2 separate regions of the Macaca mulatta genome follow, and region 2 is linked to region 1. The links are chromatin contacts, called in public Hi-C maps. All regions are on one chromosome and are shown on one strand. Each heading gives the region's core, a stretch centred on a gene start, on an enhancer-like site or on the middle of the called end of the contact. The rest is flanking DNA. Distances are from core to core; before and after follow the strand shown.

Region 1 (5,639 bases), core at 1,140-3,639:
AGTTCTAGGGTACATATGCACAACCTGCAGGTTTGTTACATATGTATACATGTGCCATGTCGGTGTGCTGCACCCATTAACTCATCATTTACATTAGGTATTTCTCCTAATGCTACAGGCTAACCTTTTAAGACATTCTGTTCAGCCAACTACTTAACACCGGAATTAATTTCCTTCCCCCAAGATTTGAAAACCAACCAGATTTGCGATGTCCCCAAGGGATACGTTTCAGAGAAAGCAACTCATTATCTAAATTACATCCTTTTAAGAATGTTTATTTTCAAACAGGTAGAGAGGAATATTGCACAATTTTCTCCTCTAATCGCTTAAAGCTACAAATCAGAATGCAATCTTCAAAGTAAAATTACCTTTCATTTGGGGGGTTCAGCGTTATAGTCAAATCAACAACGACTGTAAAAGTTTCTTTACTTCTTGTGCTTTTCTTCCACTGCAATTTTTTTTTTTTAATTTTTTAAAGAAGACTAGAAAGCCTTAAAGTCTAATAGCATGGCATTCTAATAGCAGGAAACCACAACCCGATTTGATCTTTCATCTGCCAGGTCAGAGACTGAGGCTTTTATCTTGCAGAATTAGGCTCACCTACCGTCAACAAGAGGACTTCTACAAAGCGACAAACACTTTCAAAGAATATAAACTCTGCGGCGCTGCGTGTAGGAAATTACACTCCAAGGGCCAGAGCCAACTCCAGAAAACCCGGCTTCACTGGCGAAAACCAATCTACAAACGCCAGCGGGGGTGACCGGGAACGGGAAGCGCGGGTGGAGGAAAAAAGAGAAACCGAGCGCCTCGCCGCCAACCCTCGAACCCGCGCGCGGTCGCCGGAGTCAGACACTAAGAGCCGCGCGCTGCCCAGGGACGGAACCCCGGAACCACGACCACTTACGGAACCAGCCCGCGAGCGGCAACGGCGGCCGCTCGGACTGCGGACCGCGGCACGCGGGCCGGGCGCCGGGAGGGCGGGGGTTCCCCGGAGGAGCTGGCCGCCCCGGCGCCCCATTGGGCGCTGCTCCAAACGTGCCCGAGTGGTGACAGGAATAAAGTGGGTCACAAGGCCTAGCGGGTCCCCAGCGAAAGCGCTCTCGGCACCCAGTCCCCGGCTTTCCCCGCCTCCCAGTTGCTGGAATCAGCAGCAGCTCCGGGCGCCCTCAAGCCACCTGGCCCCGCCGTGCACCCCACTCCCGCCCCTGCCCCGCAGGTAACCCCAGCTGCCCCAGAGGGCCTCTCAGGCAGGGCAGGCCTCCGCCCCAAGTCCAGGGAAAAGACACACTAGAACAAGACGCCAAACTTGGGCTTCAGCTCCCGCCTTCCCCACCCTTGGCCGCCGCCCCCCGGCCCCACACACGCCGCCCCCCGCTCCCTCCCCTTCCCCGCGCCCTCACCGTGTGGCTTGCGGCGGCTCCGGCTTCTTCCCTCCCCCACCCAGGTCTCCCGCTGCGATGGCTTGGAACCACTACTCTGCCCGTGTCCAGGAGGCGCCGCGGCTCCCACCTCCAGCAGCACCTGGGGCTGAGAGTGGCGCCCCCCACCCACCCCCCCAAAAATTCGCCGCTACTGTGGCCAGCTCCTCCTCCCCCTCCCTTCCCTTCCCTTCCTCCACCGACCGGAGCGCGCATGCGCCGCCGAGGAAGCCAACCGGTGGACGGCAGGCCCTGGGCCCACCCGGCGGGCGCCACTCACCGGTAGCGCTCACGGCGGCGGCCAGATTTCCTTCGCGCTCTCGCTCTCCGGGGTTTCCTTTTTTAAAACGGCAGCCGCAAGCCGAGTCAGTGATTGCGCTCCCTCCCGGCGCATGCGTCGTCAGCTACCCCGCGGGCTCCGACGGCCGGCGGAGGCTCTGCGCTCGCCCCTCCCCTCACTCTCCCTTTTCCCGGCGCGGCTCGGTGCGCATGCGACTTGCCTAGTTAGGCAGCACGGAGCCGCGCCAGGGATCCCGGACGCCCGAAAAGATTCCTGCTCCCTTGGGCCGAAACCTGGCTCTGCAGGCGCCCAGTTCCCTGCCCCGGCCGGGAAGGGCGCCGGTTACTAGAAAGCCGGGGAGGCGGGGCCTGGTCGGGTGGAGGGCGCGGCCGGCCGGCGGAGCCTAGCCTTAGGTCCTGGAGGCTCTTTGGCTTTCCCCCCGTGTGCCGGGGGCGAGGAGGAGGAGGAAGAGCTTCCTGCCGGATGAGGGATCCGGAGGCCAGAAAGGGAACCCGCTCTCCCTTCCAAAGCAAAACACTGCAGACGCCAGGTTAGATTTTTCGGGTGTTGGCAGGAGACTTTTTCCCCCAGTGGCATCACTCGCGTTTCCTCTCCTGGTGCTGGGAGTGAAGAGTTGAAGAGGCGCCTGGACCGCCAGTGACATCCTCTCCCATCTGGAGGAGCGAGGCTTGGGTTGCTTCTTATTGGTGGATGGGTTTGGGGAGACAGGGCATGCGCCTTCGGCCGGAGGAGGGAAGCGAAAGGACGTCGGGATTTATTTGCTCATTTGGAGATTTTCCCCCGGCCTTTAATAAAAACCAAGTGACAGTATGATGGAAGATGGGGAATGAAGCATCAGAAATAAACCAGGACCCTAATTTGCATGGATTTCCTTGTTGCAACAACGTGTGACTACTACGTATCTTCGGGAAATGACTTCCCTTGATGCGTTAAGGCACTCTTGGTCCACAGGGGAAAGCACATTTCAGTGCTTCTACTGGAGAAGAGATCTTTACAATCTTAATTCCTAGTAATTCCTATGTTTTAATGAATATCATTTGGATTTGAAATAAAAAGCCATCTTCTTGTTTCAAAAAATACACTTTACTTTTTTGGCTGTAAAATCCTCCCTTTAAAGTAACATTCACCTCAGTAAACATTTTCAGTTCTTGCTGTATGCTCCGGGCAAAAGAACATCAAACTGAATCACTTATTCAGATACTTGATCCTTCACCTAAGGATTTTTCTTTCAGGAGTGGGAAAACATGATTTGTTAATTGACCCCATCATATAACAGAAGATATTTTGGTCGACATTTTTGCCTGTTCAGCATTCATTCCCTATTCTGATAATTTCCTTTGAAGAACTATCATTTATCCACTCTCAGTCCACATGGTCTGAGCAGGACACAGGGGGAAAGCATATTTGAGTTTAATCCTCTGTTGCAAACTAAGTTCCTAAGAAAGGTTTTACCTCTTTACCAGTGGGTTTAAATCTGGGAGAATGGAAACCTGGAGCCGTCTTTCCACACGTGAATTCTGAGAAAGAAAGCAACATGGAAAATAAGCAGATTTGAAGACAAGAGGTTTGGCCTAAACACATGTTTGAGGCCCTGAAACAAATGTGGACTAGATTCCTCTGGAAATTTCATTAAACCAGTCAGTAAATTCTTGCATCTGTTTTATTGCTTAAACCAGTGAGAGGTTTTCTTTCACATGCAATCAAGAGTCCCGACTGACAAGAGGTAGGTAGGAAGACAGGAGGCAAAGTTAATAATACTGATAAGTTAGGTTGCAGCCAGACAAGAGAGGGTTTGAATGCTTTCCCTAGGATGGATTTTTGAATTTTATTCTAGAGACACTGATCCCTCCTTATAGTCCCCGTCATCTAGAATGTATTATCTTCAAAAATACCTTTGCCCTTTTTACTGATTTCATTGTCCTCTCAGTCACCAAGATCAAACCATGTCCATCTTTGACTCCTCTCTCTCTCATTGTATTTAATTATTTACCAAGACCTGTTGATAATCCCCCGTTTTTCTGCTCAGTCCTCTCTCGCTGCTTGAACATTTCCCATGGTTCAGTTTACAGCTTCTCCTTTCTCCCAGATTCTCTCCAAGAAAAGAAAAAATGTACTACATGTGTTTTTTTTGTTTTGAGATAGAGTCTTGCTCTATTGCCCATCTGGAGTACAGTGGCATGATCTCAGCTCACTGCAACCTCTGCCTCCCAGGTTCAAGCAATTCTTCTGCCTCAGCCTTCCAAGTAGCTGTGATTACAGACTCCCACCACCACGCCCAGCTAATTTTTGTATTTTTAGTAGAGATAGGGTGCCACCATGTTGGCCAGGCTGGTCTTGAACTCCTGGCCTCAAGTGATCCACCCGCCTCAGCCACCAAAAGTGCTGGGATTACAGGCGCAAGCCAGTGTACCGAGCCTGTATTGGATATTTCCAATAGCTTTTCCAACTTGCAGATCCCACATTTTCATAAAACAAAAATCCTGCCTCATAGTTTCATAGATCCTAAATTTATATTCCATAACCTTAAACATAATTTCAGATATTCTGTTCACTCCTTCTTGTGAACCTTGCTATCATTTAAACTGATTATTTTCTCAACTCCTCTGTCAACTGATTTCCCCCAGTTGGTAGGCAATGTATCATAGTGGTTAAGAGTACAGAATCAGGATCTAAACTGCCTGCATTTAAATCATAGCTTCACAACTAATATCTGCATGACTTTAAGCAAGTTATTTCTCTGTTCTTTAATTTCCTCATCTGTAAAATGGGATAATTACAATCCTATGTCATAACATAACTGAGACTGTGTGTGTGTGTGTGTGTGTGTCTGTGTGTACTTTTATCTGGTACATAAGAAATCCCATAGAAATGTTGGCTATTCTTGTCAATGATGTTCCTTTTTGGGTAATTTTCATATCTCTTTTGCTCTAATTCTTGCCCTAACTCCTGTGTCACTCTGTCAGTCACAAAGTCATATCTGTTCTTCCATAGTAACTCATCCATTCATTGACATTCCTAGTTTTACTACCATGCTTTAAGGTGAATTGGAGAACAGGAAGCTTTAAGATATGCTTAATACGGAATATAAGATTAAGCATTTTTTTTAAAGCTTGCATAGTTTATTCAGTTACTCATATTCTTTCTAATCCCTTTAAAATAGAACTACAAAATCCTGCCTCATACTTGAGGTAGTATTACAGACTTTGTGGTCAAAACTCTTGGCTTAAATTCTGACTAATGCTGAGAGATAGTGAGCAAATCAAGTAATTCCTCTGAGCTTCAGGTACTTATCTGTAAAGTTACAAGAATAGGCATTTCAGAGAACTGTGACGATCAAAGATAAATTAAACTGCTACATAAAGGTTAGGTGGTGATCTTTAAAGGTTGTAAATCTTTACAATTTCTTGTTGGAACCCTAGGAATAGTTGAAATGACTCACAGATTTTTTAACTCCAGCCTTTAGTTCTCCTCTGGGCTCTATACACACTGTCCAGTTATCTACCTGATGTCTTTTCTTCTGTATCACAAATATCTTGGATGCTCCCTTCAATCTATTCTCCACAGAGCAGCCAAATTATTTTGAAAATATAAATGAAGTCACGTTATTTTCTTCTAAAATCCCTTTTATCATTTCCCATTACATACAAATTCCTAATTATGGTCACAATAACCTGTTTGATCTGGCCCCTTCCTACCTCTCCAACCTCATGTCTTACCATTTTTTTCCTTTTCCTGTAACTCTCCAACTGAGAAACTGCCTTTCATTTCCTTGCTAATTTCTCTCTGCTCTCAGGCTTTCAGGCATGCTGTGCCCTTGACTGGACCCCTCCTACCTTTTCTCATGGCTGGCTCCTTCTCAATCATCACATCTCAAAGATCTAACTACCCTATTTAAGGAGGTCTCCTGCCAACATCCCACC
Region 2 (5,515 bases), core at 2,542-5,041, 150 kb before region 1:
GATGACAGAAATAATTCATGTAACACACTTAGTGCTCTGACTGGATCAGAATAGCATTCAATAAAGTTTTACTACTACTTTACTAACTATTCCTATTACCTTCTTATATAATCTACCGGGTGCTAGGAATATAAAGATAAAAGGCATAACCTTACCATCTAGAAGCTTAAGGCCTAGTAAGGATTTTGGAAAAAAGACATTAAAATACAGTGTAGACCCAGCGCAGTGGCTCACACCTGCAATCCCAGCACTTTGGGAGGCCGAGGTGGGTGGATCACTTGAGGTCAGGAGTTTGAGACCTGCCTTGCCAACATGGTGAAACCCCGTCTCTACTAAAAATACAAAAATTAGCTAGGCATGGTGGCGGGTGCCTATAGTCTCAGCTACTTTGGAGGCTGAGGCAGGAGAATCACTTGAACCTGGGAGGTGGAGGTTGCAGTGAGCCGAGATTGTGCCACTGCACTCCAGCCTGGGCTACAGAGCGAGACTCCATCTCTACATAAATAAATAAAAAATAAAATATAGGATGGGTGGAGTGGCTCACACCTATAATCCCAGCACTTTTGGGAGGCCAAGGCGGGCAGATCATGACGTCAGGAGATCAAGACCATCCTGGCTAACACAGTGAACCCATCTCCACTAAAAATACAAAAAATTAGCCAGGCGTGGTACCACATGCCTGTAATCCTAGCTACTCAGGAGGCTGAGGCAGGAGAATTGCTTGGACCCGGGAGGCAGAGGTTGCAGTGAGCTGAGATCACGCCACTGCACTCCAGCCTGGGCAACAGAGCGAGACTCTACCTCAAAAATATATACATAAATAAAATAAAATACAATGTAATGCACATGTAGTAGTGTTTCTTTCCATAGGATGCTTGACAGTGGTTACATTTTAGTAAGACTGTATCAGTGTAGGCTATGATAAAAAAAAATCATCTTGGAATTGTTGAGTCACCCACATCCTTATTGGGTAGGGGGTCAAATAAGTAGCTTCAGTTGTTCTTCAAGAAAGGTATCAGGAAAGCTCCTACAGTTTTTAAATTTTTTTTTTTAAGGGAGTTAGTCACCAATGAGGACTAGAAGGATGATGGCTCTAAACTCTCAAGTGGTGAAAACTAGAATCAGCCTTGATTTAGCATGCCTGAGCACTGACCCCAGGAGGTAGATGTGTGTGGAAACAGAAATAAATCTCATGAGAATCAGACACCTAGAGCCGAGCCTGGCAGCACCTGAGGGCCCTTGGATCAGGGTGACACTGGGGCAGGCTAGAAAGGTCTTACTCTGGCCCAGAGTAAGACTCTGATGCTTTGCTGACACCACTGTGCCAGTTCGCCAATGCTTTATCTCCATTTATGTTACATCTTCTGCCAAATAGCTTTGCTGCCTTGCCCCTGAGCCACTGCACACTCAGGAGCTAGTGCTTCAGCATCCTGCAGCTGTAGCCCAGAAGTCCTCACTGCCTCATATGTTGAGATGACTGAATTTGGCCAGGAGTCCTTCCTGAGACAACCCTGGAGTGTGGGCAGCCCATCCTACAAAATAAACAAAGCAGCTTTCAGCAATGAGGGACACACAGCCAGTTTTGCTACATTCACCCTTCTGGCTCTGTCTTTAGTCTAAGCTGCTCCCTTCAGGTCCCTCCCTTGGGACCTCAAGCCACCCTTTCAGGCCCCTTTTAAGCACAGCAATTCCTGTATGATTAAAGGGAGGTAGTTGAAGAAGTTTGGGCTTCTGGGTTTTATGTTATTACTGGCTTATGAAAGCTCAAACATTTGCACTCCAGGGATGATAGTTGCATCTGTTAAATTTAGTGTAAAGCTGCCTCCTTACGTATTTTAAGTTCAGCCTAAAGGTTTCCCCATACCTAGTGAACTGTAGCCTAACTGGGTGTGTAAACAGACTGTAACCTATTCTTGTACGAATCACAGAGTGTTGGCCGATCACAAGTGTCCAACTGTTCAAACCGTGTTCAAATAAGGCAAACCCCAGCTATAACCAATCCAGCTGTTTTGGTCCCTCAATTATGTTTTCTGTAAGTCACTTTATTTTTTCCGACCACTCGGCAGGACTGGAGCCTCTCTGAACTTACTTTGGTTTGGGGTCTTTTTGATTTGCAAATCATTCTTTGGGTTCTTTGCTTGATTAAACGCTGTTAATTTGCCTAAGGTTTTTCTTTTAACACACCCCCAAACTGTGTGGTGGCATCCTACTTACACAATAATAGAAGCATGCATAAAGCTATAACATGAAGGAACAAGTGACAAATTCTGTAAGGGCAGGTGTTAGGGAAAACTTCTGAGAGTGGAGGCCTGAATAGGGTTTGGAAGTATGAGTAGGAGTTTACAAGGGGAACTGCGGACAGAGCAACATGGACGGAGACCGGAAGCGCACACCTGTAATCCCAACACTTTGAGAGAAGGTGGGCGCATCACCTGAGGTCGGGAGTTCGAGACCAGCCTGACCAACATGGAGAAACCTCATCTCTACTAAAAATACAAAATTAGCCGGGCATGGTGGACCATGCCTGTAATCCCAGCTACTCGGGAAGCTGAGGCAGGAGAATCGTTTGTACCTGGGAGGCGGAGGTTGCAGGGAGGCGGAGGTTGCAGTGAGCTGAGATGGCGCCATTGCACTCCATCCTGGACAACAAGAGTGAAACTCCGTCTCAAAAACAAAAACAACCCGAAAAACAAAACAAAAAAACATAGACGGAAATTTTACTATCCTATGACAAACACGGTATCTTCGGTGAACTCAAAGTAGGTTCGCCCACTTTCCCACAGATTGTTTTGGTAAATTAATTTTTTGTTTCAGTTGGTGATAAACTTCCTTAGCTCTTTACTGAGTACAGGTTTACTGTATGTAAATATGTGTAATATTAGATTAGTGCCTGGCACATGGTTAGCACTACCGATTTTTATTAGGGACTCGGTCTCAGTCAAACTTATGGTAGCTCACTTTTCTTTTGGGAAGACGTAAAAATACTCTCAAGCCTAACCAACCATCCTTTCCTGTCTTCTAGTCTTGCTCACCCAAAGCTCCATCCTGCAAAAGTCTTAAACAGTCCATTTCAAAAGCCCAGCATTTTTAAAGGGTCTAAGGAGTAACACAAAACAAGATGCACCCAAAACGTCAAGGCCATACTGGACGAGGGCAACGTTAGCCATTTTTGGTCTGGGATAATTATAGGCAGTATCTTAAAACAAGGCTTGAAAAATGTCATGTTATTTCCAAATCCCATTTCAGAACTTAAAAAAAAAAAATAGCGTTTTGAGCTCCTAAGAACGTTTTTGGCGGTAGGTGGGCGCATGGAGGGGTGGCACAGACGCTCGGCAAGGGAGAGCGGAACAGAGCTGGGCGTGGCGGTGCCTGCGAGCCAGCGCCACGTAACCAGAGGCGCTCGCGCTAATTTGACCTCTAAGAGAGACTAAGCGCAGGGAACAGCGGGTGCGGACATGACGGCGGAAGGCTCAGGACGAAGCAGACGCGAAGAGCCCCGCAGTCCTGGGACTGTGGGGCAGAGAAAGGAGGGCCGGGACGCGGCGCGGGTAGGATGCGAGCAGAGGAAGGACACGCGGTGCCGGGTACCTGCCGGGAGCGCCGGGTCCAATGGGAGGAGGGCGCGCGCCGCTCCTCAACCTGGCCGAGGACGTCACGACGCCGAGGCGGACGCCGGGCCAATGGGAGGCCGTCGCGGGCAGGGACGGGGCCGAGAGGAGCCTGGGCTGGGTCGCGCGGAGTCGGTTGGTTGACTCCAGTGTAGCCGCCGCCTGAGAGGACTGGGGCCTGCCCCTCACTTTACTCCCGCCGCTTGCACTTCCCGGATGGTGCTGACTGCTCTCTAAGCGGCGGCGGCGGCGGCGAGTCGTGAGGACGCGCCGCGGAGGCTGTTCGGGGTCGAGGCTTCCTGTCGCCGCACTTCCTCTTGCGGTGCCCGTGCGCGGCCGGCCCGGCGGGCGGGATGGCGGCCGCGGCCCCAGGGAACGGCCGCGCATCGGCGCCCCAGCTGCTTCTGCTCTTTCTGGTTCCACTGCTGTGGGCCCCGGCTGCGGTCCGGGCCGGCCCGGATGAAGACCTTAGCCACCGGAACAAAGTATCGCCGGCGCTTGCCCAGCAGCTGCAGCAGCAGCAGCAGCCGGTGGCCGTGCAGGGCCCCGAGCCGGCCCGGGTCGAGGTGAGCGGGCCGGGCCGGGGCGGCGGGGGATGGGGCGGGCGAGGCTGCGGGGCCGGCTGCGCCGGGTACCAGGCTCCAGGCCTCTGAGAGCGCCGCCCTCCGCCGCCTCTGCTGGGGGAGGGGAGCCCGGCCCCTGCTCCCGGGGTGGAGGGCGGTCGGCTGCGCTGTTTTCCGGTGAGGCCTGGTCCTGCCCGCTCCTTTAGGGAAAGGGAGAGGGAGAGTCCAAGAGGAGCCCGCTGTAAACGTTGATCTCCGGAGGACCAAGGTGCTGCTCAGGGATGGGCGTTTTATTGATCAGATGTGTCTTAGAGTAGCTGGAAAGACTCATCCCTACCAAAAAGTTTTTAACAGATGGCTGCTAGGAGGCTTTTTGTATTCCCTGAGGATCATCACATCGGCCATTTCATTGTTGAAATAGCTTATCCCAAACTGCTTACCCAAATTCAACTTGGCACTGCCTGTGCTTCTTACCAAATAAATATGGATTATGAACCATGACTCTCACTTTTTTAAAACGTGCTTTGGCTAGCAGGAAGTACCCTTTAGGAACGCAGAGGAATTGGTCTCCGGCAGTACAGCGTCCTGCAGCGGTGTGGGATGTCAAAACTACATTTATAAGTAAAACAGAATCCTGTATTTTGTCCTTCACTGAATAGATACTATAAATTAACTTTTTAATCTGTTAATAGAATCAGTCCTTAGTCACTTGGCAGCGTTTTAACATTTCTTCTCTCTCCCAGTCGTGGGCTTTCGCGTCATTTCCAGTATCTGCTCCCTGAATCCTGGCCAGTGTGGCACTCAAACCCCCACTCCCACCCAGGCCATCTCCACGTAACTAATCTTCCCAAACGTTGAATTCTGCCATCTTGTCAGAAGTCTTCGGTGAGTTGCCTGCACTCATTTCAGTCCAGCCTTTTTAGGAGAGTGATGTTCAGGTTTCTCCTGATCTGGCTCCAGCTCACCTCCAGGCTTTTTGGCCACCGCTTTCTTGGCTCATACGCTAAAGGGATGTGCTCATCTGCAAAAAAGAATGTGCTTCAAGAACCCTTTGGGACAGGCCTTGTGCTCTCTTGCCAGTTTCTCCCTAACAGAAGACCTTTTCAAAGAAAAAGACCTAGAGTTTGAAGCCACAAATCAATTCTTCCCACCTTGGAGAACCAGCAGATACCTACTCTCTGTGAAGCCTTCCCTAAAATTTCTTGGTTAAGAGTGATTTATCTCTGACCTTTCCTTTCATTTCCTTTCCTCCCTCCTCTCTCCTCTCTCCTTTTCTCCTTTTCTCCTTTCCGTTCCTTTTTCCTTTCCGTTCCTTTCATTTCTTCTTTCCTTTCCGTTCTTTTC

The links. Hi-C and Micro-C count contacts between places; a contact is called where the count stands out from the background.
Region 2: a Hi-C map of liver shows a contact between it and region 1, with 5 times the contacts expected there. The contact joins the promoter of TMEM165 here to the promoter of CLOCK in region 1. A contact is called at or near these places in 2 of 14 Hi-C or Micro-C datasets (fetal cortex germinal zone and liver).

The regions. Positions count from the first base shown.
Region 1 is chr5:77,946,077-77,951,715 of T2T-MMU8v2.0, reverse strand. CLOCK (clock circadian regulator) reads right to left here and starts at 2,389. Exons shown (of 23, transcript XM_002804105.4): 1 at 1,699-2,389.
Region 2 is chr5:78,101,176-78,106,690 of T2T-MMU8v2.0, reverse strand. It overlaps TMEM165 (transmembrane protein 165), which reads left to right and starts at 3,791. Exons shown (of 6, transcript NM_001266322.1): 1 at 3,791-4,174. The coding sequence starts at 3,962.